Linked DNA regions of Mus musculus: region 2 is linked to region 1. Evidence: chromatin contacts called from public HiChIP or PLAC-seq data. All regions are on one chromosome and are shown on one strand. The core of a region is the stretch at or near the end of the contact, and the rest is flanking DNA. Distances in the headings are between cores, read along the strand shown.

What was found. HiChIP or PLAC-seq counts read pairs in DNA pulled down with a chosen protein or histone mark.
Region 2: a contact with region 1 is called in an H3K27ac HiChIP or PLAC-seq map of bone marrow-derived dendritic cells, with 2.1 times the contacts expected there. The contact joins two enhancer-like sites. A contact is called at or near these places in 4 of 484 Hi-C or Micro-C datasets (the AML12 cell line, bone marrow-derived dendritic cells, macrophages and 1 more) and 2 of 115 datasets of contacts at active chromatin or transcription factors (bone marrow-derived dendritic cells and kidney).

The regions. Positions count from the first base shown.
Region 1 is chr2:103,143,681-103,147,435 of GRCm38.p6, forward strand. No RefSeq gene overlaps it. Among named protein-coding and RNA genes, the nearest start is that of Gm13869, 65 kb to the right of the region's middle. Within about 2 kb of position 1,576, at least 84 of the 459 cell types and tissues checked have an H3K27ac peak or open chromatin away from gene starts, as enhancers often do. A contact at or near this core is called in bone marrow-derived dendritic cells, where this site is marked.
Region 2 is chr2:103,237,307-103,241,061 of GRCm38.p6, forward strand. No RefSeq gene overlaps it. Among named protein-coding and RNA genes, the nearest start is that of Gm13869, 29 kb to the left of the region's middle. Within about 2 kb of position 1,950, at least 22 of the 459 cell types and tissues checked have an H3K27ac peak or open chromatin away from gene starts, as enhancers often do. A contact at or near this core is called in bone marrow-derived dendritic cells, where this site is marked.

The DNA of each region.
Region 1 (3,755 bases), core at 326-2,825:
TCACAAGTCAATTCTAGAGACTTCTACTAGCACTGTCCCAGAGTTACCTGGATCCCATGTGACAACCACCAGGAAAGCAAGGGTAATGCTATACACAAAAATGGCATTTCAGGCATTGGAAATTTTTTCATTTGTCCCAAGAGAAGAGGGTCTCTGTGGACTTAGGAAATCATTCCACTGGTTTCACTGACCCACAGCCACAGCCAAGGTCATAGCCATCTAGCCCTGAGCAATCCCCTCTGAACGGAGGCGGCAATAGAAACAGGTGGCGCCGCGACTGGGCTGATTAAAGGCATTGTCGGGACTGTCTTGGGAAGAGGTGTGCAGGTGGCAAACCTTGCTTAATTATCAATGTTAAAGGCCCGTAAACTGAGACCTTGGGAGGGGAACATTCCTGCTTTGTCTCTGGCAGGCAGAAGGGGCTGGTTGGGGCCTGAGAGCCATTAACTTCAGCCATCCAGGCGGTTAGAGACACCCCCACTGGTAAATCTGCAGGCAGGCCTGCACGATGCCCTAGCAAGAAGAGAATGGCCCTCAGTACGAAAGAACCAGTTCTAGCCAGAGGCAGGAACAGCAGTTGTGGGATCTCACTGATGTTCTGTAATGTCAGGTTAGGCTGATAGGATATTTTACTGAGCAACAGGAATCCCAGCTCCAGTAACAGTACCCCAGTGTCAATAGTGAATGTAAATAGATTATCTTATAAAACAAGAAAATATGTGCACAGTGTCCCCACCTCCCCGCTCCTGAGCCCATGAGCTGTGAGACCACACTTGGCACCTGCAGGCTCCTCTCCCTTTCTCCCCAAACACACACAATGGTACCCTTTATGCACTGCCTGCCAGACTCCATGGGAAGGGCATGCTGTGTGTGCAGTTGGACTACAGTAGTACTGTGCGCGGTAATCATTAACCCGAAATGGCATTTACGATGATGAGGTGGTAGTGCGTGCTGCTCTGCCTTCATCCCTCCAGCAAACAGAATGTACTGACTTGAAACAGGTAGGACCAGTTATGGCCAGGCCCTCAGAGACACAGTGTTCTCCTGTGGAGTTAGCCATGCATAATGGGCCCATTGACTAGGGCAGCAGGTGCTTGCTTTCTGGATTGCTCCAATAGTCATTTGGGCTTTGAATTCGTAGGTGTGAGTTTCTATCCTTTTCTTTCTTTCAAGACTCACTGTATAGCCCAATCTGGTCTGGAATTCTGTCTACAGTCCATGGCAACCTCCAAATTGCAAACCTTCTACCCCAGTCTCCCAAGCACTAGGGACACAGGTACATACCATACCTGTCTACTTTGGAGTTCTCCTGAGCAGGGTTTTGCTCACTTCCTGGGAAAGAAATAACCCAAGGGTGGCACACACCTCTTTGAATGGAGCTGAAAGAATCAGAAGGAATCCACCAGGAGGAGATAGCCAGGCAGTCCCACTGTGGCTGAACAGAAACAGTTTTGTCCCCTTTGCACAAATAGCTTGAGGACAGAAAATCCTTAAGACTATCTGGGGATGAAGAGAGGAGAAGCAATGGTTAAGCAGATTCTCCAAAATCGCACAGTCATCCTTGACTGCAGTGTGGTTTCCTGTTTCTTGGATACTGACCTCTTTGCAAGCTGAAGTGACAAGGGTCTGTGCTTGGTGCTTCAGTGCTAAACAAGACTTCTCCCGTTCCAAGTCCAGGCACCGTCCCTTACTTGTGCCCCTCACATCTTACTTGGATAGAGAAGAAGCTGGGTGTAGCAAATAGAGCATAAGAAAATGGGTCCCAGCTCAGCTCAGTGGCCCTCGATGTAATGATAGATAGACCCTTTCCTACCCTTGAGCCTCAGCATCCTCACCTGCAGAGAGAAAGGGCTAAGGGCAGTAACTGCCACAGTACTTGCATTCAGCAGACACCCTCTACTCAGGTTCCCCAGTGTCCTCCCCACCCAGCATCCTGGGATGATAGGGCAAGGGGCAAGATTTCAAGTTTGGCAGAGAAGCCCTGAGAAACAGAGTAGGGTAGACCTTGTATTCCCCTCCCAAACACCAATTTGAGCCCCCCTCCCCCGCAAAAAGGAAGAAGTAGCCACTGAGGTCTCGAGTCGAGTCCATTTCATTTAACTCTTTATGGTCAGATCCTGTGTTTTTTGGATCTGGTGACCTGCCTAGTGTCACAGGGAGATTTAATGGCAGGTCTGTGTCCTGCTTGTAGCTAATTTTCCTGATTTCAGGGGCCCTTTGCTCACTAGTGATTGATTTGACTATACCTCTGTCAGCTATAGTAGTCTCAGCAACAGGAACTGAAAACACATAATTCCACAAACCATATGCAGCCTGAGCCCAGTGGCGCAGTCACCATAGGCATTACCTATATCAGCACATTGATTTCTAAGTTTCCAAACTATAGTGGGTATACTCCTCCAAGCTCCACACCAAAGCTGAGAGAATTACAGTCTACAAGTTTCAAGGTTTCAAATCTGAGCAGAATCTGCCACCTACGCAACACAGCCCACTCCTTGCTATGCGGAAGATAAAGACCCAGGACTTGGTGTTGGTCGCTCTTCTTACTGCCGGGACAAAATACTTGACCAAAGGCAATGTGAGGAAGTAGATTTCTTTCAGCTTACAGTTTAATAGTACAGTTTGTCATGATAGGGAAGTCAAGTCTGCAGGATCCGGAAACAGGTGGTCACATTGCATCTGTAAACAAGCAAAGGGGGATACAGGCTGCTTGGCTGGCTTTCTTCTTATTCCGTCTAGTACCCACCGTGGGTTGATGCCATGCAAATTCTTAGTGGGACTTTCCTCCTTAGTTAAACTTTTTCTTGAAATACTCTCAAAGATGCACCCAGAGGGGTATCCAGGATGATTCTAAATCCAGCCTGATTATCAATAAAGATTAACAATCACAGGCTTTGATTTAGACCCAAGGTATGGTTTTTGTTTTGCTTTGCTTTGTTAAGTGATCTCAGAATCCCAGAAAAGGGGGGGGGGCAGAGGGAAGAAGGGGAAAGGAGAGAGAGGGACAAACAGAGAAAGAGGAAGGAAGAGAAGGAAAAGGAAGGAGGAGAAAGAGAAAGAAGGTCAGAAGGCAGAGGGGAAGAAGAGGAGAGTCAGCAGTGGTGGCAACCAGGGACATATCCCCAGTGACCCACTTCCTCTGATCTGGCACCCCTTCCTCAGTCTCCACAATCTCCCAGTAGTCCATGCAAGGTGGATCTAAATCAGAGTCTTTGTGAGCCAATCATGCAATCCTCTCAATGGTTGGATCTACCTTCTTGGAGTGAGCTTTCCACATGCCACCCTTTGTGGGCATTTCATATCCAAACCATAACCGACACATTGAGTTTCTACTTTCTACGGTTTAAATCTAAGTGGTAACCCCCTTAATAAGGTACATACATTAAAGGCTCGGTTGCTAGGGTCACACTATTTGGAGGTGTTGTGAACCTTTTATGCATGGCATTGAGTGAAAAACCCTTTAGTAATGTACTGGGCACATGTCTCCAGAGAGCTCTAGCCCATACACCCCTTCTGCCTTCTGGCTCATGATATGAATGGTTTATTAATATCTACATTTTGCACCGTCAGTGAAATTCTAAAGCAGTGACTCCACTAGTGATGGTCTCCAAAACCATGATTCAAACTCAACCAACTTCTTTACATATTTCTTTGGGTATTTCACTATAGACATTTCTCTTGGCTCACACAGTGTGGTAGCAGTTCTCCCATGGCAACCACGTATAGCTGGAATCCCTTTACTCAATGACATTTCT
Region 2 (3,755 bases), core at 700-3,199, 94 kb after region 1:
AAATTCTCAACTGAGAGCCAGGCATGGTGGCACACACCTTTAATCCCAGCACTCAGGAGGCAGAGGCAGGCAGATTTCTGAGTTCGAGGCCAGCCTGGTCTACAGAGTGAGTTCCAGGACAGCCAGGGCTACACAGAGAAACCCTGTCTTGAAAAACTAAGAAAAAAATAAAAAAAAAAAGATTTCTCAACTGAGAAATACCAAATGGCTGAGAAGCACCTAAAAAAAAAAAAAAATGTTCAACATCCTTAGTCATTAGAGAAATGCAAATCAAAACAACTCTGAGATTCCACCTCACACCAGTCAGAATGGCTAAGATCAAAAACTCAGGTGACAGCAGATGAGGAACAACAATATGAACTAACAAGTATCTCCAGAGCTCCCTGAGACTAAACCACCAACCAAAGAGTACACATGGTGGGACTCATGGCTCCAGCTACATATATAGCAGAGGATGGCCTGGTTGGTCATCAATGGGAAGAGATGTCGTTGGTCCTATGAAGGTTCTGTACCCCAGTATAGAGGAATGCCAGGGACAGGAAGAGGGAGTGGGTGGGTTGGTGAGCAGGGGAAGGGGGGAGGGGAGAGGGGATAGGGGGTTTTCAGAGGGGAAATTAGGAAAGGGGATAGCGTTTGAAATGTAAATAAAGAAAATATCTAATAAAAATAATAATAATAATAAAAGACAGAGAGCCTAAGAAACTGGTATTGTGTTTCTAGTAACAGACATTTTAAAGAGAAAGGTGGAGCCAGGTTTGGGAAGAAACGAAAGTTGTATATTACAGTTAAAACACTAAATATACAGAGAAAATATGTTGAAAGCAAAAAGGAAGAAATACTAAGTTAGTGATAGGCAGGTCTGCACTGAGACAAAACTAACATTTTGTTTCTTAGTATGTAATTAAAAATATGAAGAACTATTGATAAAAGCTCTGGGTAGCTGTCAGAGTTCCTACAGTAATTCTTTACCTCTCCTTGCACACAGAAAATTCTGGATAAACTTAAAAGCAAAATTAAAAAGGCAAAAATTATTTTTTAAAAATTGTAAAACAGGACTGAATACCCGTATGAGCTCAGCACTGAAATGTCTTTTTCTGAAACACCATGTGAGAGAAAGAATTCATAAGGAAAATATTGATTAATTTTAAATGCTGCAATTAATAACCTTCTGCAAAGCAAAAGAGATCTTCTACAAAATAAAAGTTATACCAAGTCCTTCGTGTAGACACTTACAAATTACATAATCAGACGAGGCCCCTGACACATATGTAGCAGAGGACTGACTGCCTCATCTGGCCCCAGTGGGAGAGGATGTGCCTAATCCTGTAGAGACTTGATGCCCCAGGGAAGAGGGATGCTGGGGTGATGGGCACTCCCTCAGAGGTGAAGGGGAGGGAGGGATGGGGTGAAGAACTCTAGGAGGGGGTAGGGACCAGGATGGGGTGTAAATAAATAAAATAATTAATTAAAAAAAGAATCTAGAAGAGAAAAGGCCAAGATTTGAGCACTGGTCCTCTCTTGGCTCATGGGTTGGCTTTAGCTTTATTTTTTGTTTTGTTTGTTTTTTCTCTGCCTCCAGATTTCTTTTCCTTTAATTCTCCTTTGTTGTTCAGAAAGGCCAACTCATTTTTATGTTTTCTGAAAGCAGAACAATTAAGCCTTTTCTTCCTGTGGGGTGTGGTTAGCACGCATTCCTTTAGTAATAACAAGGGATGGAAGTCAACAAAATTGAATTTATTTTCTCCATTCAAGTGAGCTAGGCTTGGTGGAAAGTGGTTTTGGGGACTATGAAGATAACAATCTCAGAAAGGTCCTGACATGTGTGGACATGGCCTCACCCATGGTACTTTCCAGGGTTTAGATGGGAACCAGTTTCTGGCTATGTCACCACCTTAGAAGAAGTGAGAGGTGTTCCTCCGGGCAGCCGTCAGCATGGCATCCAGCTGAGAGTCCCTGCCCAACAGTGCAATGGTTTCTGAAACTCATGAGATCAGCAGCTTTTCATGATACCATGAGTCATCCCCAGGGCGCTGATTTCCAGGAGCCGAGGAGTGCCTTGAAGTGCTGGCTTCACCAGATGTTCTGGCATTGCCAACCCCAAGTGCCAAACCTGGCCCAAGACCAGGGATCACAAGGTCACCAACAGCCAGAATTTTCCTTGGGTTTCAGGTACACATTTAATGTTATCCAATTAAAATTCCACCTGGATATTTTTAAGTAACGTGATTATTGGAAATTTATATTGACTCACAGATGACCAAGACATTGACTTTAGGGCACATTAAAAACCAATAATAAAAATTTTGATATTGGATTAGAAACAAAGTAGCCAACAGAACAGAGTAGACAGGAGAAGATCAGCAGATGACAATAAGTAAACTGACCACCAATCCGCTGGGGGCAACACTTGGTCAACAAAGGTCAGTGGGAAACTAGGAAAGTCTAAGATGAAGAAAATTAGCTCCCTATCTAACTATACAAACAAGGGTGGGTTTAAGACTAAGTTATGTGTGAACCGTAAATGAAGAAAAATACCATTGTGACTTCTTAGTTGTACCCTGTGACAGAGAGGGAGGGATGGAAGGAAGGAAGGAAGGAAGGAAGGAAGGAAGGAAGGAAGGAAGGAAGAAAAGAAGGAAAGGAGGGAGGGAGGGAGGGAGGGAGGGAGGGAGGGAGGGAGGGAGGGAGGGCAGATGAAGGGAAGAAAATCAAAGGGGAGGGGAGAGAAGGAAGGAAAAGGAGGGGAGGGGAGCGAAAGAAGGGTGTAGGTGAGGATAAGGAGTCATGAGACCCCTTTTGCATTTTGAGGAGGAGGCAACATCCTGTGGTTCCACACACCTGGCCATATTCCCCAACTCAATTCTTTACAAACCCAAGAAGAGAGTGTCTACACAGTGTTCACTCTATTCACAGAACATTGACTACAACCAGCATGTCTACTGAAGAGGAGAAAGGCAGCTGATGGGAGCACCAGCCTTGGGGGACTATGTGGTAATGGGCAGCAGTGGACTTGCTGCAAATAGCAGTCTGAGGGCACTCTCACAGATGTCTCTGAGAAAAGTAAATAGATTGAGATACGCAATCAAACACAATTTGCATATAATTGAAATAAAGCACATGGAGAGAAGTATATATTCAAATGACATATTAGTGAAAAATCTAGTTCTATGCTGGACATGGTGGTACATGACTCTAATCTAGCACATGCAGGAGGATTGCAAATTCCAGGTTGTTTGGGCCTATATAGTAAGACCCTGCATCAAAAATAAGTAAATAAACGAGTACAAGACAATGGGTTACTTTTTTAAAGGACTGAAATGTGAGTCACAAGAATAAACACATATGGTTCATAAGCATGGGTATGGATATGGGAGTGAGTGTGAAAAAGAAAAGCAACTCTAAGCAAAATAGAAAGAATACTTTAGGAACCAAAGGAAGCGTGCTCCAGAAACTGCAGAGCAGGTTAGCTCTGCCAGTAAGCAGACTCTTGTCCTCGGTGTGTTCACTCTTTTGTTTAGAAGAAGATGCTGCAAGTGTCAATGGATCCTCACCTGTACTGAGTTAGCCACATGGTTTGCATGTAGACTGGTAGGTAGATGATTTTGTTAAGTCTGCACAGGGTATAGTAAAACAGAATGTAGAGAGACCAAGATCTCTGTTCCTTTTTCTCAAGACTGATGTCCTACAGTCCATCTGGGAGGGTACTAACTCAAGGAACAAAGATCTGAGCATCAGTCTGAGGTATCATGTCACCA